Regions from separate parts of the Zea mays genome. Here region 1 is linked to region 2. The links are chromatin contacts, called in public Hi-C maps. All regions are on one chromosome and are shown on one strand. Each heading gives the region's core, a stretch centred on a gene start, on an enhancer-like site or on the middle of the called end of the contact. The rest is flanking DNA. Distances are from core to core; before and after follow the strand shown.

Region 1 (7,742 bases), core at 185-2,684, 140 kb after region 2:
AATTATTTAGTGCTTAGAATAGATTAATCCAAATGAATAATTTTAATTCAAGTTTCACAGCTAAACAATATTACTAGTTGGTAGACAATATTAATACAAAATTATTGCAACTGGAATGACTCAATTTGGAGCTAAAATGAATTATATATGAATTATACAAGTTTCTAGTATTGTTTTTGTATTAAAAATCATTTTCTATACTTAATTTTTTATTTTTATTGGTCTCTGGACTGGGCCTCAAATACCGTGAAGCGCAGGGGCTCTGGTGAAAAAGAGTACAAGACTCAGGCTATCACTGGACTGGACCGTGGGTTAATTTTGTAAAAGTAGAGGGGCTCAAATGCGAACTGGGCACGGCGAAGGGGTATGGGGAAATTAGAGTCGTTGGATCAACAATCTAAGGCGTGGATTAGATTCGATCACATAAGTGAACTGGCTTCCATTCAACCGCATGATCTCCAATCTACGGTCAATATTAAACCATCGAAGCGGTACAGGTACATCTAATCGTGGCCGCCCGAGATGGAATCAACGGAACAGATCATGCCACAGAACTAGCAGTACTAGAATCAATCCTAGCCCTAAGATACGCATCCGACGGCCACCATCTATCCAGTCATTCCCCCACCGTGACCCTAGCGGCGCTTCGAGCATCGGCAGCGGCGCCATGGCCGGCGATCAGCCCGAAGGCAAACCGCGCGCTAAAACTCCTAACCGAAGGAAGCAACGCGTATCAGGAACAATAGGGTACTTGTGAGGAAGATGATTACCGGAAGTTAGGAACTACGCAGAGCTGCCCACGGCGAACGGCGGACCCGCGGCGGAGGCGCTTCACCGATGAGCAATCATAGAGGCACAGAGGGAGCTCCCATCCAATCAATGCTACAAACTCCTTCACGGGAACTAGGCGGAGCTCCCCAACCGGTTTTCGGGGACCCAGCACTGGTGATCACGTGAATCACCCGCGGCGACCCATCTCTCTCATCCCAATCGCGAGCTCACAGCAGGCGCAAACTCCCATTGTTCCTGGCGGCGGTACGACGGGGTTGCGAGGAAAATACCAGAGCGCAAGAGCAGGGGAAGGGTAGGTGCTGGAGGGAAGGCTTTATACCGCGCGTGGTTGAGATCGTGGTGAAAGAGCCACGGTGGTTGCCGCGATCCCCGGCGCGAGCTCGCCCACATCCGTTGCGCCAAATTTGGCCGAGATTGCCAACGACCAGGGGACTGGGGCGAGGTTACCGACGAGTACTCCGGCGGTCACGGGGAATCAGTTAGGGATTAGCTGAGGGAGCACCGGGATGCCGCCGCCAATTTCAACGCGCCGCCGCAACGATCCAGCAAGAAACACGGGAGGAAGACGGTCCTCCCAACCCGACCCCACGTGCAAGTGACCAAGGGAGAGATGGCTGACCGCCAGGGCTCGCCTGTCGGCACCTGTTGTTGGTTGCTGGATGGCTGCGCGGGAGAAAGGCCTAGATGGGCCGTGTAGAGGAATAGGAGGTGGGCCAGTCAAGAGGAATGCGGCCCAGGTGGGGTTTCTCATTTTTCTTTTCTTTTTCTATATCCTTTTCAAATTTTAAATTCAATTCAAATTTAATTCACGTTTTGAACTCATTGGTTTCCAAATATTGAGCATACACCTACACCAAAATACAACATCTACTATTTTTTATATTATTATTTATTGTTTTCATTGTCATTTATTTATGGATGGAATAAATGGTTTTTATTGGAAATTCCTTTTTCTCTTTTTCTCCTTTCATGTTTTCATTTTAAATTGGAGGTCTTATTTGTGTTGTCCATAAAATTCATTACCACAAAACTATTTGGCAAGAGGTCATCCTTTCTTTATCCATTTATTAGTTACTTAACTAATTTAATGTCATTCATTGATCATGAATACGAAAGGCCCTTATAATTCTCCAAGATTTCAAAGGTTCCAAACACTATCCTAGATATTTTTTTTGTTTTCTTTATTTATGACATATATATACATTTTTTTCCTCTACCAAATTTTGGGCCTTACACTGTGCTTGTAAAAAGATAGGAGAGAAATCAGTAGCAATATCGATTGTGTTTTTTTTCTGGCAAGTGAATCAAGTCAATTTTCTCAACTGCTTAGTCCGCTTCTGCTTATCTAAGCATATTGCAGGCTACTCTCATTGACAAGAGCTACCATTTCCAAAAGCAAAAGATCCGAACAAGTGGATTGCACATGCATGCAGCAACTATTTCACACATATCTTAAACGAACATATAAATAGAAAAATTGCACATGCATGCAACAACTATTTCATCTCACCACTATATATAGAGAAACAATACCCTGCATTACGGACATGTTGTTGGACAGAGTATACTAGAATTACTCCGACTTCGAAGGAGTCAATGAGTCAAAAGCAAGTGACCACCCACAACAATTTTGAAACTTTATCTATTGCCATTAGTCCAACCGCAGCAAGTGATCAACTGTGTCGTTTTGCTATATGCAAGCAACAGGAATGAAGATTGAAGACCAATGTCACTCCGCTACATCGTTCAATCAATACCTCGATATAGGACAATTTACAGTATACATGCACGTAATGTAGTGAGGCCACCTTCTGCTTCATCACATACATCCACATGTTTAGTGCTTCTTAGGATTTTAGGGAAATATTTGTATTGTCTCGGATGATTGGTGTGTGGTATGGTAATAGCATATCTTTGATATTTTCTGAAGAGTCGTCTGAATCAACAGTCTTACTTATCCTACCAAGTTAGTGCACTCTCAAGAATAGCACAAGGATCTCAAATTTCTGATACTAACTCCATCGAGGTACCTTCTCCTAGAGATCCATGATTGAGCCATTTCTTTCTGCAACAACAATGGCACATTCCAAATTTCTCAATGTCTTAATAATCGATATGCTCAAGTCCTAATAGGCATTGAGATACAAAATCAAGTTCAGAAATGTAACTTCAGAGCTGACCGAATCTTGCTTGTTTCTTCCAGCTTCCTTGTATCATGTGGCTCAAGGTTTACAAGCCCAAACGGTTCGACCTTTCATGCTTCATCAACTGGGTAAGAACTACGAAACATACACAGGTGGTTGTTGCTGGAGTCTGGAGACTTGTGTGCGATATACCAAGAAAAAAATGCATGTTCCCATCAAGGACGAGCACGATCGAGGACGAGGTGGCTGGAACTCGTGGAGGTGCCAGTTGGAGACGCGGATGACCTCGATCTAACGGCAGGACAACATTACCAGATCTAACGTGTTTCTACGTTCCTGCTGTAGTTTTGCACCGTATGATTCCACTTTAAATCTATATCTATATCTAAAGGTCGTGATACATAAAAGAAAACTCGCTCTTTTATAGTATATAAAAATCTTACATATTATAATGTCTATATTTGCAAAAAAGGTCTCTACACATTGAGGGTTAATTCTTGGACTAGGAGCGCATATTATGTGCATCTATCTACAACGCACGGGGGACTGGCTGACAATGACAAGTGGGGCTACATCGACAGGTGGGGCTGCATCTTCTTTGGCGCGCCGCTGCCTGGAAACTTGCTTCGTCCCGGAAACTTGCTCCGCGAGCGTGGTATCCACCGGTGCCCGGCGGCCATCGGCAGCTGCAGCCCTGCCGCCAAAGAAGATACCATATATATGCTCCATTTGGATGCCATGATCTACAATTTAGCCATTAAACTTTAGAGTTGATTTGGTGACAAGGGGATTAGGAGATGAGAAAGAAATAAACTATAAATTCTTCCTCAATTTTCTCCAATCCTTCCGTGATCCCCTTGCCACTAAATTAACCCTTATTAGGGCGTAAGAATGGGCTCATCAGAATTTACATCTACAATATCTACGTTTATTCAACTATTCTATGTAACAAACATTAACTGTGATACATCGTTCAAGCATTGCTTCAACCACAGGACAATTCGGAGTTTCAGACGCCGCTGCCTGTCAGAAATCACAATACAATTCTGGGCTCCAGCAAAACGGGAAAAAACTACGACCTATGCATGGAAACGCCACAAGCAGCAACCGCAATGTTTGCAAATTGCAATAGGTTTGCAAGAACGGTCACGAGCCGTCGTCTTGAGTCTTCCTCCTCCTCTTGGCCTCGCCGTCGAGGTGCGGCTGGGGGGCGACGACACCCTCGTTGGCTTCCCTGCATGAGTCGATCCACTCGCTGTAGACGTCTATGGGCTCCGTCAGCGCGTGAGCCTTGGTGGCGTAGGACTCCATGCATATGCTGCACTACGCCACGGCGAACGGCCGGTGTTCCTTGAGAAAGATGTCGCACTGGACGCTGCCCGGGTGGCTGCAGAAGGGGCAGGTGAAGTCGGTCTCCAGCTTCGGTGCCAGCTGCTTGGGCTTCGCCGTCATCCTCGACTTCCTCTTCCCCATCGCTAACTCGCTGTCGCTGGTGCTGGTGGTGGTGGTGCTGCTGCTGCTGCTGATAACGACGACGACGACGGATCTCGAGCGACGATAGACTCGAGAGGGCGAAGCGCAGCGCGCTGCAGATGGTGCGTGCGATGAGTTGCGTTGCATATGGGCGTGGTGTTTATTTATATACGCAACTCCTGGAGTCCGATACACGGTGATACCGACGTATCGAGGCTGATCTGTTGTGGACAGAGGGTCCCACCTATCCAAACAAATCCCATCTGGAATCTGTTTTCGAATCGTGGCGTCTCCGAATCGAATCCACGGTGGAGAGCGTCAAGGACTCCATCGACGCCGTTCGTGTAGAGCTATCCAAGGTCTCCAAGTTACTGGAGCGAGGCGCGCTCGAGGACCGTTGGCACCAGATCAGCATCCTCTCGGCTGTTGCATGGAACGCCGATGGCCCAATGGAGCACCACCTTCCACCTCATACAAGAGTTTATTGATGGTCTTCGTGATTTTTGGGGCATATTGGAGGAATGCAAATCCTAGTGTCAGGGGCGGACCTACATACAAGGGAATGAGGGCCTAGGCCCTCGCTCATTGCTTTGTTACAAGTATTAGTGTCTAGATTTTTATCATTAAGTCCCCTGCTGAGCTTAATTGAGATGCCCTCGCTTTAATATTTTGGTGTCCTTCCTAATAAGTGTGCCCTCACTCTTGTTTTGTTCTGGGTCCGCCCCTGCCTAGTGTTACTGGATTCCGGCAATTCAGCTTCATTTCTCAGTCATCGAGTAGCTGCTCATCTGCCTACGGCCAAGCCCATGCTCGTCCAAGTAGCCAACGGGACCCAGATGTCGTGTGTTCAGGGATTAATGAATATGCCTTTGTTTCAACACAGCGAGTGTTCGACCTGGTACACTATGATTTGGTTTTGGGTATGGATTGGCTCGGGTCGCATAGTCCTATGTAGATTCATTGCATTGGTCGGAATATGGTGATCACAAATCTCCACTTCGCTTGCTAACTCAGTCCCTTATCTAGAATTTGGATCACAAACTCAACAAGTTGGATTACAAGATTATATATATATATATATATATATATATATATATATATATATATATATATATATATATATATATATATATATATATATTACTAGGACAAACAAACTTCAGTGAAATATATAAACAATTCTGCTAATAACATAATCTAATTAAAAGGGTTTTTTATATTGGTTCCCTTAGTTTTGCCACGGTATCCGTTGCTACCCTTAGTTTTTTTTTCTTGCTCAGTTTTACCCAACGCTAGTTCCCTTTGCTCAGAAATCTGTCTGGTCGTCGTCTCCGTCCATTCTAACGTGACTTACAGGGCGAGCCCACTACACACTTCCACTCTTACCTGCGCCACGTTACTCTGCGCAGCCGCCTCTCCTCTTTCTCCCAACACCCGACTGGCAGCCTGCTTCTCCCGACTCCAACTCTCCCTCTCTCCTTCGGCTGGCAGCCTGCTTCTCGGATCTTCGGATGCGGCGTGGCGGCTGGCGGCCTGCGTCTTCAATGGCCTGGCAGCAGCCACGCCGGGAGGAGCTCCAAGCCGATCCCGAGCTCCAATTCCACCGCAAGCCCAAGCCCCGCCGGGAGGAGCCGCCACGCCGGGAGGAGCTCCAATTCGACGAATCCGCCAAGCCCCACCGGGAGTAGCTCCAATTCGACGAATCCGCCGTTGGGAGTGAGGGAGGAAGCCACCCGGAAGGACCTGCTGCTGCCCCGTGCCACCGGCCACAGGCTGCTTCGTGGGGGCGCCCTGCCGGGAGGGAAGAAGCCAGCCGCCGCTAGGAGGGAGGAATTCACGAGCAGTTGGTCCGCGCTCTTCTTCGCGTGCTAGGGCCACGCGCTAGGGATCGAGGGCCTGCTGCGCAGCGGCATCGACGTCAACAGCATCAACCTCGACGGCCGCACCGCGCTGCACATCGCCGCGTGCAAGGGCCACCACGACGTCGTCAGGGTGCTGCTGAACTGGAAGGCCAACATCAACGCGCGCGACCGTTGGGGAAGCACGGTGAGCCGCTCGCGTGCCATTGCCATTTCTCTCAGCTCATGCCCCCATCAGATCGACTTTCCTTCCTGCGTCATCAGACCATCGCTTCTCTTGGTCCGTGCCCCGTGCCTCCAGGTCACCTCGAGTGCCTCTAGGAATCTGCGAGCCGCTGCTCCGTGCCGGGAGGGAGGAATCCGTGAGCAGTGGAGGCGACCGGATCCAGAGCCCCTGCTCACGCTTAAATTCTTGACAGCATCAATAGTCTCCTCCAGGCAGGGAGCATAACCCTCTACTCTCTATAAATGTTGGCTACTATATGAGTTCTTAAAGTCGTTATTTCCTATGAAATAGGATGAATCATATTATTCCCAATGATGAGGTTGAACCAATAGAAGTAGTTGCTGCTCCTGATGATGATGAGAGACAATATCCTAAGTTTGCTGACAAGTGGGATATGCTAGAATTTGAGGACTATGATGGAGACATTTTCACAGGGGCACAATTTGAAGAGACTGATGAAGAGGAGGAGGAGGAAAACATATCTATGGGGTGGATGAGCAAGGAGAGGTGATGATGTACCAAGAAATGATTATGATAGAGATAATCCATCCTTAAAAGAAGGCAACACATTTGCATCGATGACCGAATTTAGGAATGCACTTGCTACCTATTGCATCAAAGGTGAGTATGATTATATAATTGAAAAGAGTGAGCCAACAAGAATGACTGTTCATTGCGCATTTGAGAGGTGTCAGTGGAGGATACATGCTTCCTGTATGCGGAATAGTACAATTATTCAGGTCAAAGTGAATCCATCTCCTCACACTTGTCCAAGTGAAAGAAAAGGGTCACATAAGGTAGCTAAAAGTAGATGGTGTGCAGATGCAGTATTAGAATGGGTGACAGATAACCCATGCATTGGTACAACTGAACTGGTAAAGAAGATTAAAGAGAAGTACAACATTTTGGTGCCTTACATGAGAGTGTATTATGGCAAGGAAATGGCTCTTGACAAGATTTATGGCCCATGGAAGGAAAGCTTTAACTTATTATTCACTTTCAAAGCTGAAGTGGAGAAGGCGTGCCCATGTAGTGTTGTTGAGATTCACCATCATACGGTGGATTATAAAGTGAATGGCAAGATTTTGAACAAAGAATGTTTTAGAAGGGTGTTCGTTTCATTTAAAGCATGTTGGCGTGGGTTCTTAGCTGGTTGCAGGCCTTATTTAGTAGTGGATGCAACAGCTCTTTATGGGAGGTTTAGAGGCCAGCTAGTAGCTGCTTGTGCCATTGATGCACATAATTGGC
Region 2 (7,819 bases), core at 1,307-3,806:
GAGCAACCCTCTTGGTTGGTTGTTCAATGGTGGAATCGGGTTCTTTTCTTATTGAGATCTCTTTCTTCTTTGCTGCTCTTTCAGTTAGATAGACCTGAACGATACGTGCAGATGCTAATTAGGAAGTGTTTGAATGTATTAAAGCTAATAGTTAGTTAGCTAAAAATTACTTATAAAATTAGCGAGCTAACAAATAGCTAGTTAACTATTAAATAATTTAATAAAAATAGCTGGTAATTAAACTAATAGTTAGAATGTTTAAATGTCTTAAACTAATTTTAGCCACTAAATATTATCTCTAGTTCATTCAAAAAAACCTCTTACCAACCACATTACAGCCTGAGTAGCATGTACTCCTGCAACGATTCAACTTTTCAACCGGACTGTTCGTTCCGAGACGAACAGCGGAAGCAACATTTTGTTCAACGGCAACAAGAAGGCGAAGATGGTAATCGTCTAATCGACAACAACGGGTATGGGTGAACTCTCTCGGGGCGAAAACTGTAGCTCTGCCCCCAGAGCATGGATTAACAAGCCGCAAAACTGTAGCTAGTATCTCTTTCTCTTTGGGATGTACAAACCCGACGACGAAGCACCATCAGTTCTGATCTCGAGCGCTCAAGGCCCGCTCTCATCTCATCCCATCTCACTGTATGTATGTATGTATGTGTACAGACAGCTACACTACACTCAATTCCCCTCCCGATTCCTGAAGCTGCAACTGGTGGCCTCCGCCATGGCCCATGGCGATCCCCACCATGCCAAGAAACCTCCCTCCCCTCTCTAAACAGTGAACACACATTGGTGGCGCAGCAGCAGCAGCAGCAGCCTCTTCATCATTTCCAGCCATAGCTCTCGGACCGGCCGTCTTCCTCCTCGCAGCTGGCGGTGGCGGCGGACGAGACGGCGGCCACCGAGGTGGACAGGTGGTGGAGGGGGCCGTGGGGAGATCCAGACTGAGGGCTGCCTTGCTCCTGGGGAATCCACAGCCCTCCCACGAGCACGATCGGCTGGCGCACCACGCCGGATCCAGGCGCCCTGCGGTTGTGCAGCCGGTATTTCTGAATAAACATCGGAATTAGAGAATCCATTTCAGCAACCATCAAAACAACAGATATTCGTGACTTCCTGAGATGGATGAATGGAATGCCAAGTGGACTGAGCTGCTGCTGGATCGCTAACCTGAAGATGGCTTTTCACTTCGTCGTTTGTCAGCCCATCCACCTTCATCAGCTCCCTGATTTGCTTCGGCGTGGCAACTGCAGGCATGGCGTAGCATGAATGAACTCAATGTTTCTTTCTAATATAATATGGAAGGCAGCTAGCAACTAGGTAAGATTGGACGTGTGTGTTGGTGGCCCAAAACTGGCAAGAAATTCTGGTGAACTGGCATCCGAAGAACAAGGCAAGGCTCACCTTGGGGGCCACCGAGCTGATCCAAGGCGGCGACGAACTTGCGATGCAGCTCCGTCGACCAGCAACGCCGAGCCTTCCTTGCCTGCTGCTGCTGCTGCTGCTGCTGCTGCGACTGGAGCCCAAGCGCAGGGGCAGACGGCGCCATGGCAGCCGCCCTGGCCGCAGCTTGCGCAAATCCCACAACCTGGCGACGGCTCTCCTCGGCGCCGGCGTCCGCAGGAGGCATGGTCGCCGGCGGCGACAGCAAGGACGACAGATCCGGCACCCCGACGCGCGCAGCCGCAGCCTTGTCGTCCGTTCTCAAGAAGAGCGGCGCGAACGCCGGCGCGCCAGAGCCCACATCAGCCTTGAACGGTAAGAGAGCGCCGCGGGACCTGGCCTCCGGCGAGCACCGCCCCTTGTCTTGCTTCTGCGATCGCAAAGCTCCAAAACTTTTAGGCCCACCGACGAATCGAGCACCCGACAGCACCCCCACAGATCCTGTGCTGACTGAGCATTCAAGCAGCTGCACCAGCGATCGAATCGTGCCGTACCTCTGATTCCGCGTCCTCCCGCCCGGAATCGCCCGTCCAGAGCTGCGCCGTGCTCATCCACTTGCTCTTGTCCGCGGTGGCGCCGTCCGCCTCCTCCTCCTCATCATCAGCTGCCGCAGACGCCAGCCTGCGATCACTCCTCCTCCTCGTCGTCGTCTTCTTCTTCCCCGCCTCCTCCTTCATGACATCAATTACTGCGCACACGCCACCGCATCGCCGCATAAAAAAAACCGCTCCCCAAAATGGAAAGAAGCAGAAGGTATCCCAAATGAATCACAGGTGGGAAAAATAAAAAAGAGAGAGACAGAAGAGAGGAGAAGAGGTAGGTGCGCTCACCGTCGGCGAGGAGGCGCGCGCAGAGCGGGAGGTCCCGCTTGAACATCTCGATCTTACCCCGCTCCTCCTCGAGGCGGCGGATGCATGCGTCCATGTCCGGCGCCGGCGTGTCGTCCTTGCTCTGCCTCACGGCCTTGGAGGCGAAGTGCCTCAGATCCAGGCTCAAATCGGCGCCCATCCCGATCTCCATGACGTCGAGCCCCATCGTCGCGATGAATCCGTCGACGGTGGTGTCCTGTGTGCCCGAAGGAAGAAGTGCGCGGGCGGCGGATGGGAACGGAGGGAGGCCGCGGAAGGTGAGCTCCATTTATAGGGGAGCCGAGCAGGCGAGGAAAAAAACTGGAGATGGAGTGGTAGAATCTCCGAATCAACAACGACGAGTTTTCACGTCCGAAAGAATATTTTGTAATAAAGCCCCTATATTTGCAGTCTATTGTAAAATTAGTGCTATGCCTACTAGCATAATAACAAAAACGTTTGGCTAATATTTGGTAAAAATATCTCAATGCATCCTACAGCCCATTGCTGGTTTTCGGTCTCGCTTTCACTTGAAAAATCGCGTGAACGATTGTTTCTCTTTTAGTCGTAATAAAAGCATACGACAAAGCTTTTGCCCATCGTTCTAGAGGAAACAACTTAATATGAATCTAATATATTATTTGTCACAGAGGAAGCACTTTATTTTTGTAGGATAATTTCAAATTAGTACTATATTTGCTCATATACGTAACAATGGTCGGCCAAGATTTCGTATATCCTGGCTGAACTTCGGGTTCATTTTCAAATCAAAACCAGGATTAAGCTTGTTTTTTTTACTCCTAATAAAAACCCACGACGAAGCTTCTTTCACTATTTTAGATTTTTTCCCAGATTTAGTACATTATCTGTTGTAAGGGAAAACCGTTTGTGTTTGTAGAACTTTTTTAGTTTAGGAGTATACTTCCTATTATAATTTATAATAAAGGTTTTGATAACTTTTCATAGACGGGACGTACTGATTTTTGGGCTCAATTTCATCACAAAACCTAGATCAAGCCTGATTCTTTTATTACTTCTAATAAAAATCTACAGCGAGCCTTTTTGTCGTTATTCCGTGGAAAAAACTTTTACAACTAGTACACTTTGTTTTTTAAGAAAACTCCTTTGTGTGTATGATATATATAATAATTTAGTACTAAATTGATCTTTTTAATAAAGGTTTAGTTGGTGTTTCAGAAATAAAATATAATGATGCATTAACCGATTTTTAGGTTTAGTTTCATCTCAAAACCTAAACCAAACTTGGTTCTAATTACTCCTAATAAAAACCTAGAACAAAGCTTCTATTGTCGTTTTGGAAAACCAAACTTTTATAAATTTAGTACATTATATGTCATATAGGAAAACCCTATGTTTCTAGGATATAGTAAATCTAGTACTATATTTTCTCTTGTAACAGAGGTTCAGCTAACATTATATAAACAAGTCCAATTCATAGTCTTTTGCACAATAATAATAAAAGGTCTGGTTGACATTTGATAAATTAGTCCAATACATCTAGTCCATTAGTGAGTTTTTTAGGCTTAGTTTCACCTAAGAAACTAGGTCATCTATTGTTTCTCTTTTAGTTATAATAAAAGCATACGACAAAACTTTTGTCGTTTTTTTTCTAAAAGAAACAACATATTATGAATTTAGTACTTGTCATAGAGGAAGTTCCTTTGTTTTTTAGGACAATTTTAATTTTGTACTATATTTGATCATTTATGTAACAATGGTTGTCTAATATTTTGCAAGCAAGTTTCATGAAGTTACGGCTGGATTTCGGGCTCAGTTTCATCTCAAAACCTGGATCAAGCTCGGTTCTTTTTACCCCTATTAAAAACCTACAACGAAGCATCTGTCACTATTTTAGAAAGAAGTCTTTTATAGATTTAGTACACTATTTGTAAAGGAAGACCCCTTGTGTTTGTAGGATAGTTTTAATTTAGTACTATACTTGCCCTTGTAAAAAAGGTTTTGCTAACTTTTGATAAATAGGACTTAAGATATATTAGCCAATTTCCGGGCTCGGTTTCATATCAAAACCTAGATCAAGCTTGTTTCTTTAATGACTTCTAATAAAAACATATGACGAAGCTTCTGTCTTTAGGAAAACAACCTTTTATAACTAGTACACTAGTTGTTATATAGGAAAATTCCTTGTGTTTGTATGGTATTTTAATTTAGTACCCCTCCATCCCAAAATAAAATTAGTTTTACCTTTTTAGCCAATTCATAAAATAATTATATATTTGTTTTATATATGTATCTAGATTTATCACCATTCATTTGAATATAGACATAAAAATAAAGAGATAAAACAACTAATATTTTAAAACGGATGGAATACTAAATTGCTCTTCTAACAAAGGTTTGGCTAGCATTTCATAAACAAAATCTAATGACACATTAACCAATTTTTAGGATCGGTTTCATCTCAAAACCTAAATCAAACTTGGTTCTTTTTTACCCCTAATAAAAACCTACAAATAAAAGATGAGAGATACCTTTTTTAAAAAAACTTTTCCTTGATTGTGCGTCTGTTTAGATAAAAGGTAAGAGATATTTTTAAAAAACAAATAAATAAATATATCGATCATGTCGTCACCGTGATGTGCTTCAAGTTTTAAAATGAAAAACGTTTCCTCTATCAAAACGCTGGTCATCTCGTGGTCAAGGTCCGAATCTACGACCGTCGACATAAACTTCTCTTCTGCTTGGATGTAAGTAGTCCCGGTTGGCAACGGATTAATTAAAAAATAAACAGTGTCTATAGGAATTAGTCGTTTTAGATTTGTCTTAAGTCAATCAATAACAACTTTGACCCATTATACCTAATATTTCATAAGATTTTACAACATAAAAGTATAGTTAATAGATTTATCATGACTTGAACTACTATAATATATAATTCTTTTAGTTTAGAATAATTTAATCCTATATATTGTTGATCAAAATTTAAATAGTCTAACTTAGGACATATCCAAAACGGCTAAATCATGTGGATGGAGGAGGGGTACAAAACTTTTACTCCGGTGATCAGTGGAATTTAAACAAAAAATCTTGTATATTATTTTGCGTGTAGTTTTTTTCCCCACCTCACTTACATAGCACATATATAGCTATAGATGATATACTTTTTTAACTGATCCATAAAAGATCATTTAGTCCTGTCCTTTTTTAAACTGATCCCTGTAAGATAATTTAGTTCTGTTTAATAACACCAATTCAGAACAAAGAATCGTCCATATTACTCTGAGTTAGTGTTGATAATCAGATGTATATAAAAGCGGGCAATGCTAACAAGTAACAACGCAAACAATAGGAGCACCAGCGTGGCGACGCGTGCTGTGTGCAGGTACTCTATTACCTCTCGTGTATAACGCTAGGTAACTACTTCATTTGTTCTTTTTTTATTTGTCGCGTTTTAGTTCAAAATGAACTAGCAGACAATAAATATTTGAGAACAAATGTTTTTTTTTGGCATATAGCGTAATTCTAGATATAGGAAATGAATGCATATTGTCCTAGGACTACTTTTTTTTTATTTGTGAGACTAGTAGAGGAAATATTTTGTTTGCTAGATAGTTTTGTCAATCTCACCGGTTGAGCAGTCACCAAAGTTAAGGAGAATGTTTTCTTTTGCTCAAGTGGTAATGGTGCCCATGTCACTCCTGCATGCATGCTTCGATCCTCCTCTAGATAAATAGATAAGATGCATGCAAGAGAGGATAGAAGGTCAAGCCCTCATTTTCCACACACCCTAGCTAGCTAGGATGTGGACATTGTTCACCACTAAACTAAGCACATATGCTTCAAGAAAGAAAAAGGAACATAACCATCAACTATGCATTATAATCTTCATGCAAATGAAACCACGTGTACGGTAATGAGTTTTATTTACTAAAAAAATAAGTGGCGATAGATAAACAGTAACTTAGTAATCACAAACAAAGTGGCTTGACGTGCTGATTAGGTGTTGCAGGAGTCGCTAATTAATTATACAGGTGGCACGATAGGTCCACCATAGAATATGTGCCCAAAGGCTGAGCGCTTGTCGAGCAGATAATCTTCACCGGCAGGCCAATTAAAGACGAGGAACTCATCTTTGACGATATTCTCTCTAGTCTCGATGAGGAGTTCGGCTCTACTGTGACGACTCTGGCAACCAAGTCAAAGCTGCTCACGGTAGCAATCTAGCATACATAACTAAATGCTCTAATTTAGCACGCCAAACATGTGTACACTGTTTAAAAAACTCTATTTATTTTTGTAAATTATTTTAGCTTGGAAATGTCCTTGAAAAATTATTATAGCAAGTTGGAGTAGCTACAGCTAAAACCTATCCGAAACCACAAGGTTGAAGCACATGGATAATTGTTTTACATGCACTCCTATTTAAAACCAAATTAGAAGGTGTATTAAAGTGTTCTCTATAATTAAACTTTGCTATATAGACTAGAGTATATATAAACTTTACCTTCTATGTATCTCAAATAAACATTTTAATTTATCCTAGTGTTGAAGTCAATCAATTAAATTCTTAGCCATGACAAAGCCTGTTGAGGAATGAAGACATAAAGACATTGCAAGATGCTACAAAGACTAACTATGTATGAACAAAGAACACGCAACGCTAAAGGAGAATCTTGGACAGCATGATGGTATCTTTTCCCCACCTTTGAAATTGGTGTGGATTCTAAGGCAAGCAACAAGAGGATTTTATTTGAGGGCTTTTAGGATTTGGATGTGTGTGCACTTGCTGAGGAATCTCTGCCATCCCACCACCCAAAAGGAAGCCACCACTGCACAAAGGACACACTACACTGCACTGCATATATGCATTTGTGGACCACGCCCACAGGATGATCAGCAGGAAAAGCAAAGCAAAAGCAAGATGCTATCGGATGGATTAGTGGCGAACTAGATGCCAATTTGCAGTGATGTGTGGATGAGGAGGCAGCCAGTGGTTTTGATGCCCTCCTTTAGGGTGATGGCGACCTTTTGGGATGCAATGGTTGGTCCCTTTCTTGCTAGCTAGTGCATCTCTTTCTTTCTCTCTCCCAACTTGATGCGCCATGGTTAATGCAACGGAATTCTTTCGGCTGAAATATATAGAAACAAAATATTGTATAAGCTACAACAGTAGCCGAATTAAAGCTACAGCAAGCCACCACGAACAAGTTGGTCGTCCACTGAGAATATAATATATCCTTAGATATACTCCTTCAGCTTCAGTTTATAATTTGTTTGACTTTCTTTACTGTAATTTTGGCCGGCTATTCTTATTTAAAAAACTTTTGAATTGTCGTTAATTTTTTCTCTGATGTTGTTTAGCAAATAATATACTTTAAATATGGTTTTGATTTTTTATTTTTTTTCTAAAAACTGAATAAAACGAGCTGATCAAACTTGGTAAAAAAGAGTCAAACGAATTATAAATTGTGACGGAGTGAGTAATATATACTCTAGGAACAAGGAATCTTGTCCTCTGCGTCCAGATTGCATGCAGG

The links. A called contact is a pair of places that touch in the nucleus more often than the background predicts.
Region 1: a contact with region 2 is called in a Hi-C map of leaf, with 3 times the contacts expected there. The contact joins the enhancer-like site here to the promoter of LOC100282329 in region 2. A contact is called at or near these places in 2 of 25 Hi-C or Micro-C datasets (ear and leaf).

Annotation. Positions count from the first base shown.
Region 1 is chr7:2,796,582-2,804,323 of Zm-B73-REFERENCE-NAM-5.0, forward strand. It overlaps the pseudogene LOC109940813. Among protein-coding and RNA genes, the nearest start is that of LOC103633651, 6.8 kb to the right of the region's middle. Within about 2 kb of position 1,435, at least 17 of the 20 cell types and tissues checked have an H3K27ac peak or open chromatin away from gene starts, as enhancers often do. A contact at or near this core is called in ear and leaf, where this site is marked.
Region 2 is chr7:2,658,267-2,666,085 of Zm-B73-REFERENCE-NAM-5.0, forward strand. LOC100282329 reads right to left here and starts at 2,557. Exons shown (of 5, transcript NM_001371850.1): 1 at 2,286-2,557; 2 at 1,950-2,143; 3 at 1,417-1,825; 4 at 1,183-1,259; 5 at 528-1,061. The coding sequence starts at 2,490. The coding sequence ends at 837.